2 separate regions of the Sus scrofa genome follow, and region 1 is linked to region 2. Evidence: chromatin contacts called from public Hi-C data. All regions are on one chromosome and are shown on one strand. Each heading gives the region's core, a stretch centred on a gene start, on an enhancer-like site or on the middle of the called end of the contact. The rest is flanking DNA. Distances are from core to core; before and after follow the strand shown. Region 1 holds the start of RAB35 (RAB35, member RAS oncogene family). Region 2 holds the start of RPLP0 (ribosomal phosphoprotein large PO subunit).

What was found. Hi-C and Micro-C count contacts between places; a contact is called where the count stands out from the background.
Region 1: a contact with region 2 is called in a Hi-C map of liver, with 2.8 times the contacts expected there. The contact joins the promoter of RAB35 here to the promoter of RPLP0 in region 2. A contact is called at or near these places in 6 of 47 Hi-C or Micro-C datasets (alveolar macrophages, epiblast stem cells, heart right ventricle and 2 more) and 1 of 2 datasets of contacts at active chromatin or transcription factors (alveolar macrophages).

The regions. Positions count from the first base shown.
Region 1 is chr14:40,137,926-40,143,576 of Sscrofa11.1, reverse strand. RAB35 (RAB35, member RAS oncogene family) reads left to right here and starts at 2,316. Exons shown (of 6, transcript NM_001243291.1): 1 at 2,316-2,495. The coding sequence starts at 2,444.
Region 2 is chr14:40,219,779-40,225,866 of Sscrofa11.1, reverse strand. RPLP0 (ribosomal phosphoprotein large PO subunit) reads left to right here and starts at 1,924. Exons shown (of 8, transcript NM_001098598.1): 1 at 1,924-1,948; 2 at 2,194-2,295; 3 at 3,207-3,382; 4 at 3,483-3,570; 5 at 3,708-3,854; 6 at 3,961-4,146; 7 at 5,461-5,601. The coding sequence starts at 2,242.

The DNA of each region.
Region 1 (5,651 bases), core at 1,067-3,566, 83 kb after region 2:
TGGGCATGTGTGCTGGAGTCTGCAGCAGGAAATGGCAGAAAGCATGAATGAGTCAGTGCAAGATGACCTTGGCTTAATAGCATTGGTTACAATTTATCAGATGCCTATGCCAGGTAATTTGCAGACATATCTCTAATTCTCACAACTCCTCTGAGGAAACTGGGGGCTCTGAGACATTATGATGTGACTATTCCAAAATCTCCAAGCTTTTAAGGGAAGGAGCCAGGATTTCAAAGCTAGCATTTGAAGCAAAGTCTCTCTGACTCCAGAGCAGGTTGAGGAGATGATCTAGAGTGACTTCCTGCCTCACTGTATGGTCAGGATGGAGCGTGCTTGCCTGGGGGAACACTCTGAGGCTTCTTTCTTCCCTTTATTTCTTAAAACTGTTGGATCAACAGGGGATCCCACTAACCTTTCCCAGCAAAGAAGGACCATTTTTGTCAGTGGTTATATGAGCTGCCCTCCCAGCTGGTACCTTCAGATCCCAAGTCCCTGTTCTTCTGCCATCTCAGTTCCTGGAAAAACAACTCAAAGCTTGAGTCAGACACTCCATATATTGTTCAAGGATCTTCTCTGTAACATTGTTTATGACAACAAGAAATTATAACATGAACGCCTATCAACAGCAGGAGTAGTTCAATAGTACCACCACACACACACACACACACACACACACACACATTTTTTTTTTTTGTCTTTTTATTTGAGGGCTGCATCCGCAGCAGCATATGGAGGTTCCCAGGCTAGGGATCAAATCGGAGCTTTGGCTGCCTGGCAAAACCACAGCCACAGCAACATCAGATCCAAGCTGAGTCCTACACCACAGCTCACCGCAACACCGGATCATTAACCCACTGAGCGAGGCCAGGGATCGAACCCTCTTCCTCATGGATACTAGTTGGATTTGTTACCACTGACACAATGGGAACTCCAGTATCACCATATATATATGATGGAGTGTCATACCCATGCAGCTGTGATGACAGAAGGCCCAAGTATGTTGTTAAAGAGAAAAAGCAATTTAAGTGTATGCACAGGCAAAGGAAATTAATTGAAGGACATTTATTCATTCAACAAATATTTGTTAAACTTAAAACATTTAACTTTTAATAAATTTATTAACAGGGTTTGTTTACATGTGAGGAATGGGTCTGAGGGAAAAGCAGTAATTTGTACTTTTTGGTAACCTTCTGTATATATTTAAAAACCAAGAGAATTACTTTGTATAAAGTCAAGGTAAAAGGAAGTTTGAGAAAGCAAGTAGAAATATATAAAAGGTACTTCACTAGAAAGTGAGAGGGACATACAGAACTTGTAACAAATTTTTTTCTCTTCAGTTCTGTAAATGAGGATGGCAAGAGGCGCATTCTACTTTTAGTGCAGGTGGGAACTTACTCTACAACCGGAAAAAAACTGGGTCTGATGATAAACCGAATACCGCTTAACTTCTGCAACCCAGGTCTTCCTACCACGTGATTTGGAAAAGTGGTGTATCTGTAGATGGTGTGAAATTGAAGCTGCAGGAGCTGCTGCTGTCGATCTGCGGGGTTCGTCACCTCCCAGGCTCAACGTCATGTTGGACAGGACCCTGAATCTGGTATCACCCACCCCGTTTTATCAACAAGGCAACTCAAGCTCCAATAGGTCTCTGGGCTAGGATGGGACTTCTCCCCAGCACTGACGTCAAAGCCATACACCTAACACGTTACTCCCCAGCGGGCGACTCCGGTCCTGTACACACCGCAGCCTCCAGCCGCCTCGGCGTCCTGTCCATAGGCTCGGGAGACGGTAGGGGGCCGGAGCTAGCACCCCGGAGGCGGCGTCCACGCAGAAGGGGGCGGAGTGTCCGAGTCCCCAGCCCCGAGAAACCGGGAGCTCGGCGTAAGCCCCGCCCCAGCGGTCACTGCCAGTCTTTTCCTCTCCGCAGCGCTTGCGGGTCTTGAAGATGAAGGAGCGGGTCTTTTCCGGGCCACGGCCGGACTTCTTCCTCATTCTAGGCTTCTTCCAATTAGGGTTCCACCGCAGCTCTGCTCTCCGAACCCTCCAGGCCGCGGGCTGCGGGCTGCGGGCGGCGGCGGCTGCTGTGATCGGCGAAAAGACGCAGGAAAGGCCAGCCCTCGCCCGCGGGACTCTGCCTGGGCGCACGCGCAGTGCGTGAGCGCGGAGAGGGCGCGGCTGGCTGCGGCCGCGGCTGCGCAGAGGCGGGGACAGGCGCTGCGCCTGCGCAGTGGCGGGGCGGGGCGGGAAGGAGGGAGGCGGTGGCAGCGGCGGCGGCTGCTGAAGAGGAGGAGGAGGAGGAGGGGGAGCGGAGGGAGGTGTTTCTGTCAGTTCCGGCTGTTTGTTCGGGAAGTGGATCCGCCGCTGCCGGAGCAGCCCGGAGGGAGCTGCGGATCGCGAGGCCAGCACCGACCCCGCCCGCCCGCGCGCGCCTCCCCCGCCCGCCATGGCCCGGGACTACGACCACCTCTTCAAGCTGCTCATCATCGGCGACAGCGGTAAGGGCCGCGGCGGCCGGAGGCGGCGTGGGCCCTGCCGGGCGCGGCCCGCAGGGGCCTCGGGGCGGGCAGACTGGCGGGGAGGTGCCGGCCCGCGCGGGGCGGGTGGGGCAGCCGGCGGCTGCAGGGGCGCGCGGAGGGGCTCGGGGCGGCTCCGAGGTGAGGCTGGGGCGCGGGGATACGGAGCCGAGGGGCCGGGTGCGCGGGGCTCGGGGCTGGGCTCCCGGTCCACTGGTCGCGCCGGCCCCTGCCTCACGTGTGACCTTGGTCAAGTCGCGCGGTGTCTGGAGTTGGAGGGACCCAGGTTCGAGTCTCGGGACTACTAGCTTCCTCATTCTGACCTTGGGCGAATTGTTTCGCCTTTCCGAGCCTCAGTTTCCTCATCTGAGAATTGGGGACTTGCCTCGTAGGGTGGTGTGAGTATTGGATGAGATAAAGCTGGAAAAGTGCTTAACACTCGACCTGGTGGAGTGAGCTAGCTCTAGGTAGATGTTAGCAATCGATGTGGTTATCAGTAGCCTTTGGAAGCTTCAGTTTCATCCTCTGTAAAATGGGGATATTCCCAGAACCTTCCTCATGAGATTCCTGTGAGGTTTAAATGAAGTAAGACAGGTAAAGCACTTCACTCAAGGACTGGCACATTCCTGCTGAATTATTATCTCTGTATGCTTCCGTTTCCTCATCTGTAAAAATGAAATAGTAGTACGATCTGCCTCACTGAGCTGATTGAGTATTCAGTGAGATATTGCACACACTATGTTGGGAAAAGTGTCTGACACATAGTGAGTTCTTAGTATATGTTTGCTGTTACGTATTGTACACTAGATGCTAGACAGATATTGGAGGTGGGTCTGCCAACATTACAAAAGTGCTTTGACCGTTTATACACTCCTAGAGAGCTTGGGGCAGTGCTCACTCTCCAGTGGCTAGTGCAGTGCCTGGCACCCAGTAGGTGCCTAATATATATTTGTCGAATGAATGAATGAATGAATATCAAGTACCCTCGGAAAAGCTAGTCTGGTTTCTGAGAAAGGGTGGAGGGTTTTTAGAGGTGTTTGGAGTGCGGCAGGTAAGCAGGTTTATTAAAGGGGTGACCAAGAGGTCAGGGAAGCAGGCCCCAGGAGGTTTCTGGGAGCGTAGCTGAGGCCCTGGGACTTTATGATGGGGAAGGAGGCTTGGGAAAGTGCCAAGTTTATAGACCAGACTTGAGTTGAATGTGGGCATCGAGGTCATGTGACTGGAGGCAGAGGCCAGGTTGGTGGTGGAGCTCATGGATTATTAAGGAAAGAGGGGAAATCAAAGGTGTTGTCAGTAACTGATGTGGCGGTGTTGTGACAGCTGGGCCAGGAAAGTGGGTGGGTTTTGGTCTTGTTGTGGAGCTGGATTGGGACGGGGCTGATGGTTTGGATAAGGTGAAGGGTATCTGGGGTTTCTGTGATTGCTGGTGGAAGGGAGAAAAGTTAGGGGCTAACTAGGGAGATGAAGAGTAGCTGTGGCTGACAGAGGAGTTAGGAAGGTGGAGTGGTTTGAATGAAAGAAAACTAGAGAAGCTGTAGCCTTGCTTTTGGAGAAGGCCTATGGTGTTTCATGGGGTCCTGAGGCTTATGCCTTTCAGGATTTGATTTCAGCCCTCACCTTGGTTCTCAGGGGCTGGCACAGGGTGATTTCTGTCCTTTTGGAGTTAGTCAGCCCACCATAGTCAGGTCCTTATCCTTCTACAAGACATCTGAGGCCTGTGTGTTGATATTCAGAAATGGATAGCTCAGCAAGAAGATGCAACTTTTTGGCTTTTCTCCCCCAAGAAACCCAGGAGATGGTTTTGGCCACCTATCTCGCTGTACGTTTTGCATGGTGTATTGATTTTTCACTCAGAAGTCATGTGTGGAAGAAAACTCACTGGGTCAAGATTTATGTGATCTGGTTCCTGGTTAAGCCTGAGCATATAGGACTGTATGTGTAGAGGAGATGGATCCTTTGCAGTTTAATTTCTCTTGACAGCTGATACTCAAAGCCCAGTGCTTTTGAAGCTGGGAGGTGGTAGCCATGGAAGTTCAAACAGTGCTTTGGCAACTGAGCAAGGAGACTAACATCACGCCCTGCCCTGAACCTGGCCTTTTATGTGGTGATTTCTTAAGTATTTTCAAATGATTCCACAGACACTCTCTCATCTGGTTCTCACCTGTTGCCTGTGTGGTTTGTCAAATAAGGAAACTAAGGCTCAGAGGAGCTGAATGACTTGCCCCAAGTCACACGGCTCGTCAGAGGCAAAGCCAGGAGTTAATGTACATCAATGCTTTGTGAGCAGCTGGTGTCAGGCCTGGCAAACAGTAGGCCTTCAATGGATGTTAGTTTCTTTATTTATAAGTCTAGAGCTCTTCTTCCCACTCTGCCACATTGTACATGCTTCTGGAATACACTCTCTCAGCTTTTGCAGCTCTTCTTTGTGCCTAAGATTACATACTTTATCTTATACTTTCCTGGTGTTGGCTTTGATTTGTAACAGCATTTCATCTGATCCATGGGGCCAGCCATCCTCGTTTTTAGAACCTGGAGGCTGCAGTGGCCGTCAGAGATCTAGTTAAAGCCTTTAACTTTACAGATGAGTGAACTGAGGCTCAGAGAGGGGAGTGACTTGTCTGAGGTCATACAGTGAATTAGTTGCTGAGCCAGGATTAAAATGGAAAACACTTTACTCAAAAGTCTAAGGGTCTTCAACAGTCGTATAACTGAAGCAAAGAGGAGTGAGGGAACTAGAGCGCAAGGGAGGAACACAGCCGAGAGCGGGGACTTCTGTGGAGGCTTTTTGAGGACCAGAGCATCTGTGTAGGCTAAGAGGCAGAAAGCAGGGGAGAGCAGGGAGCTTGGTGTAGGGGGAGTGGTGGTGACTGAGAGTGGTGGGTAAGGTTTTATTGCAAAATAAATCTATGTCTCCTGACTCCCAAGCGGCATTGGGGGCTGGGACCTGTGCTCCCTGCAGGGAAGAGGATGATGGGGCTGGACTGGTTGGGTTTCATGCTGGAAATGACCCTTGAGCAGCTGCTGATTTTGGCTGTGGTGAAGGCACTGGCGGTACCTATCACTTGCTTAGGCGGGTGCTGTGGGGTGGATGGTCCCAGGGACGCCTCTTTAGGGATATTTAGGAGATGGTGTGTCTCG
Region 2 (6,088 bases), core at 675-3,174:
GTTCGATCCCTGACCCAGGGAATTTCCATGTGCTTGCAGCCAAAAAAAAAAAAAAAAAAATTATTGATACAGGTACAATTTTTCAAATAAGTGTTGAATGATGAATAAAATAAGCTGACATCCGGGAGTTCCTGTTGGGGCTCAGTGGTAACGAACCTGACTAGTAACCATGAGGATGAGGGTTTGTTCCCTGGCCTTGCTAAGTGGGTTAAGGATCCAGCATTGCCGTGAGCTATGGTGTAGGTTACAGACATGGCTCAGATCCCGTGTTGCTGTGGCTGTGGCACAGGCCAGCAGCTACAGCTCCAATTCCACCCCTAGCCTGGGAATTTCCACATGCAGCCCCCTGGCCCTAAAAAAAAAAAAAAAATTAAAAAATTAAAAAATTAGGAGTTCCTGTTGTGGCTCAGTGGTTAATGAATCAGACTAGGATCCATGAGGTTGTGGGTTCGATCCCTGGCCTTGCTCAGTGGGTTAAGGATCTGGCGCTGCCATGAGCTGTGGTGTAGGTGGCAGACACCGCTCAGATGCCGTGTTGGTGTGGTTGTGGTGTAGGCCAGTGGCTACAGTGCCCATTAGACCCCTAGCCTGGGAACCTCTGTATGCCCTGGGTGCGGCCCTGGAAAAAGACAAAAAGACAAAAAAATTTTTTTAAATTAAAAAATTAAAAAATAAGCTGACATCCACAGTGATTTCCTCCTACATTCCAGGAATTGTGTTGTCCTAACACATATCTCGCAGTAATCCTCATAACAGTTCTAGAATGTGAATACTATTATCTCCATTTTACAGATAAAGAAACAGAGTCAGCAAGGTGAAATCGCTTCCTGAGATGACACAACCAGCAAGTGGCAGAACAAGAATATGGATCCAGGTTATCTGATTGCAAACCCTGCATTCTTTTCTTCAACAAATATTTAGCATATGCCTATTATGCCAGGTATAAGGCAAAAATAGAGACACGAAACAATGTAACAAATTATATAGTGTGCTGTGTAAGTGCTATAGGAACAGAGGAAAGAGGGAGTGGAAGTGGGTTTTCTTTTTTTTGTCTTTTCTAGGGCGTGCAGCATATGGAGGTTCCCTGGCTAGGGGTCGAATCGGAGCTGCAGCCAGCAGCCTACGCCAGAGCCACAGCAACGCGGGATGCGAACCGCGTCTGCGACCTACACCACAGCTCTAGGCAACGCGGGATCTTTAACTCACTGACGGAGTGCAGGGATCAAACCCGCACTCGAATGCGGGTTTCTAGTCGAATTCGTTAACCATGAGCCACGACGGGAACTCCATATTATTATTTTCCTTTTAGGGGTGGAATGGGGAGCTGCAGCTGCGGATTCGAGCCGCATCTGTGACCTACGCTGCAGCTTGCTGCAAAGCCGGATCCTTAACCCACTGAGCGAGGCCAGGGATGGAACCGGCATCCTCACGGAGATTACGTCTGGTCTTTAACCCGTAGAACCATAATGGAAACTCTGAGACTTAGGTTTTAAAGCATCCCTTTGTTTCCAAAGAGCGAAGAACTGTAGAAGAAACAAGAAACCATTCTGCTTCTCAACCATGTACAATTATTTCTCAGCTCCACGTCATACTCTTCAGCTTGCGACTTGGCCAGGTGACAGAAGGAAACGTGGACTCAGGTCACAAACTCTAGCTTCTCTACACGAGAACAGCTCCAGCCCAGCAGAGGGAAGCACCTCTGAGAAACCTCCTTCCACACACAGCAGTGCTTTCTTTAGCTACCGTGTTTAAAGGCAGCGTCCCGTTGGCTGGAGTGGCAGCGATACCATCCAATGGCTGCATAGATCAACCCAGCTTCTCCAGACAGACGTTGAAGCCAGCCAATAGGCGGGGGCGCTGTCTGCGGCTTTGGATTGGCTGTTTTGTTCACATATAAAAGACTCGCGCCGGCGTACAGCCCTCCTCTCGCCAGGCGTCCTCGTGTGAGGTCTGTTCGTCCGCTGTGGTAGCGTAGGGGACTGGCGGCGGGAGAAATGAGGCTTTCGGGTATATTTTCGGGGGCCGCGGGGTCCAGGCCTCTCTGGCCTGGGGCTCCGCTGGCGGCAAGTCCAGGGCCCGTTCGGGCCGCCGGGCGCGGGAGAGTGGTCTCCTCCCCTAGGCCTCGGGTTTGGAGCCCGCCGCTCCGTGGGGACGCGTGTTGGAGTATGCTGAATTTTCTCTCTTTTTTCTCAGTGACATCGTCTTTAAACCCTGCGTGGCAATCCCTGACGCACCGCCGTGATGCCCAGGGAAGACAGGGCGACCTGGAAGTCCAACTACTTCCTTAAGATAATCGTAAGTGCGGGGTAGGTCTCGGCCGCCCACTGTGGTGCCTTGCCCGGGGCAGTAATAGGGACAACCAGCGGCCAGGTGCTGAGTGCCTGCAGGTGGCCAACCATCAAATTAGGTCGTTTTAGGCAAGTCTTCTTTAATCTTAATAATTTCCTGAGGTCAGCGTTCCTCTGCTTCCTTGTGTTGCAGATAAACAGGCTCAGGCAGGTTAAATGGCTCTTAAGAGTACTTCTAAAGATCTCTGGTCATACTTTTACTTTTTTGTATCCATCTTTGGGGAAGTCTGAGGCACTGAATGATTCATTATAAAGAGGCAAGTTGCTGCAGATTTAGATCCTGTCAAGAAACTAATTCAGTGAATGTTTTCTTTTGGGTGGCCTTGAGGTGGGTCTTCGCTGCCCAGAATTGTTGATCATCAGGTCATGCTGCTCTTTAGGCGTTAGGCAGCTTTGTGGACCTTAGTCCATTATGTTTTCCATTTTTCATGATTTTGAGACAAAAAACTTAAAGGAATTTTTCAATGATCCATACTTGAAACCTAAATTCTACAAGTAATGTTTTGCTGTGTTTGCCTTACTTTGTATTTTCAAAACTGGGTTTTGTTAATGCAGCCATTTTAGTGGATCAGAAACATGCCTTAATTGAGAAAAATTAAGAATGGAAGCTACAATTAAACCTTTGGGTTGAATGTAGAAACATGATCTTACCATTCATACCCCACAAGCAAATCTTAGGCAAATCTGGCTCTCACAGCTCAGGTGCCTGCTAGTAGGAGGAATTGTCTTAACCTCAGACATTTGAAAAGCATAAAAAGGAGTGAGTGAAACGGAAACTTGAGATTGTGGGATTTGGTTTTTCTTGATCCTTTCTTTTTCCTTCTGTTAACATTGCTCGTGTCTGGCTTGTTTGGGCAGCAACTTCTGGATGATTATCCGAAATGCTTCATTGTGGGAGCAGACAATGTGGGCTCCAAGCAGATGCAGCAGATCCGCATGTCTCTCCGCGGGAAAGCCGTGGTGCTGATGGGCAAGAACACCATGATGCGCAAGGCCATCCGAGGGCACCTGGAAAACAACCCAGCCCTGGAGAAGTCAGTCATTCCTCCTGGGCATCTTTGTCCATCCTTCTCCCTTTTCCTGGAGAAGAATGGTGCTCAAAGTTAACCGTCTCTTGTAAACTTCTCTTTGCAGACTGTTGCCTCACATCCGGGGGAACGTGGGCTTTGTGTTCACCAAGGAGGACCTCACTGAGATCAGGGACATGCTGCTGGCCAATAAGGTGAGGGGAGAATCAGCTTGGCTGAAGAGGCCTTATCATTAATTTTGGCTCCTTAAAAGCAAGAAAAAAAGAAGACAATCTTTTTCAGGTTGTAGCTGTGGAAAGAAGTTTTCTCATTGTTTGTCCTTTTTGTTCAGGTGCCAGCTGCCGCCCGTGCTGGTGCCATAGCCCCATGCGAAGTCACTGTACCTGCCCAGAACACTGGTCTGGGGCCTGAGAAGACCTCCTTCTTCCAGGCTTTAGGCATCACCACTAAAATCTCCAGGGGCACCATTGAAATCCTGGTGAGTGGGCCTGGCTTGGCCTGTGCCAGCCAGGCAGGTGGCGGGGGCTTGGTTGCTGTGGACCTGCTGGATGTCTGGGTTAACTGTCACCTACCTTGTTTTTCAGAGTGATGTGCAGCTGATTAAGACTGGAGACAAAGTGGGAGCCAGTGAAGCCACGTTGCTGAACATGTTGAACATCTCCCCCTTCTCCTTTGGGCTGATCATCCAGCAGGTGTTTGACAATGGCAGCATCTACAACCCTGAAGTGCTTGACATCACCGAGGAAACTCTGCATTCTCGCTTCCTGGAGGTACAGGCTGTCCATCCCAGGCCTTTCATTTTTTTTTTTTTTTTTTTTTCTTTTTAGGGCTGCACTCGCACCATACGGAGGTTTCCAGGCTAGGGGTCTAAACGGAGCTACAGCTGCCGGCCTATGCCACAGCCACAGCAACACCAGATCCGAGCCATGTCTGCAACCTACATCACAGCTCACAGCAACGCCAGATCCTTAACCCACTGAGCGCGGCCACGAATTAAACCCACAACCTCGTGGTTCCTAGTCAGATTCCTTTCTGCTAAGCCATGATAAGAACTCCTCCAGGACTTTCTTATATTAATAGTTGAGAGCATATCTAGCTTCAGAGGGAATCCTGGCCATGCGGCTGACTTGCAGTATAATAATCAAAGACAGTTTAATCTCTTATCTCAGTTTCCTCATCTGTAAAATGGCAAGAACAGTATAAAATTGATGAAGGATTTAACAAATTAATGAGTATACAGTGCTGGGCACACAGTAAGGGCTGTTATGCTAGGGCCTGTAATAAGACATGAGATTTCGAATAGAGTCAATCAGTGAAAGGAAGAATGAGAAAAATGAGGTAGTTAATGGATGAATGTTGTCAAGTACCCCGTCTTGGGAGGATAGGGACTCTTCCAGGGATAGTCTTGCTTATTTTTGCTGCTAATACACCTTTTTTTTTTTTTAAACTTTTTAGGGCTGCACCCACAGCATATGGAGGTTCCCAGGCTAGGGGTCTAATCAGAGCTACAACTGCCAGCCTACACCACAGCTCACGGCAGCGTCAGATCCTTAACCCCTGAGCGAGGCCAGGGATCAAACCCGCAACCTCATGGCTCCTAGTCTGATTTGTTTCTGCTGCGTTATGATGGGAACTCTCATATCTTCTAGTTTTAAGGTGATAGGAGATATAATTCATTTTTTTCTTAGGCAAATGAAACATTGCCATTATAAACACTCTATAAACACCAACTGGTTTTTGGAAATCTCTCTAGTAGATGAAATTCATGTTTGCAATTTAATGTGTTTTCTCTCTTTGGAACGCAAGTTAATACTTTATATTTTCACAAAGTAGTGGCTTTTGAAGTAAGTGTGATTCTTATGGTAAAGGAAATGTCCATGTTGAGAATAAGAGCAAAAAGCATTTTGAAGTTACTGAGTCTGAATTTCCCTGCCAGAAGCATTTGTTGGAGGTGAGGTGTCCTATGTGAGGCTAAGATGCTAACCTAGCAAGTCTTATTTGCTGTTGAGTTTGGACTTTGTTGTCTCTATGACATTCCATTTAAAGTGTGATTTTTTTTTTTCCCCCTCCCTTTCCTTCCATAGGGTGTCCGCAATGTTGCCAGCGTATGTCTGCAGATTGGTTACCCAACTGTTGCATCTGTACCCCATTCTATCATCAATGGGTACAAGCGGGTCCTGGCTTTGTCTGTGGAAACTGATTACACCTTCCCACTTGCTGAAAAGGTAAAAAGAATCCACCAGGACCACAGTAGAGCTGACAGCAGGAGGATAAATAGCTGTCTGCTGAGTTAATGCTTTTGTGTAGCAGATTTTTAATTTTTGTTTTTTGTCTTTCTGTCTTTTTAGGGTCACACTCGCAGCATATGGAGGTTCTCAAGCTAGGGGTCTAATCCAAGCTGTAGCTGCTGGCCTATGCCACAGCCATAGCAATGCAGGATCCAAGCCACATCTGCAACCTACACCACTGCTCACAGCAATGCCATATCCTTAACTCACTGAGTGAGGCGAGGGATCGAACCCACAACCTCATGGTTCCTAGTCAATTCATTTCCGCTACATCACAAAAGGAACTCCCCAGATTTTTAAGAGTATAGTTCCTCAATACCTGAGGGGAATTAATCCCCCCCATACCAGAATCCACTAGTGTTAAGTCCTTTATATAAAACGATGTAACTCTAGATTACTCACAATACTTAATACAGTATAAGTG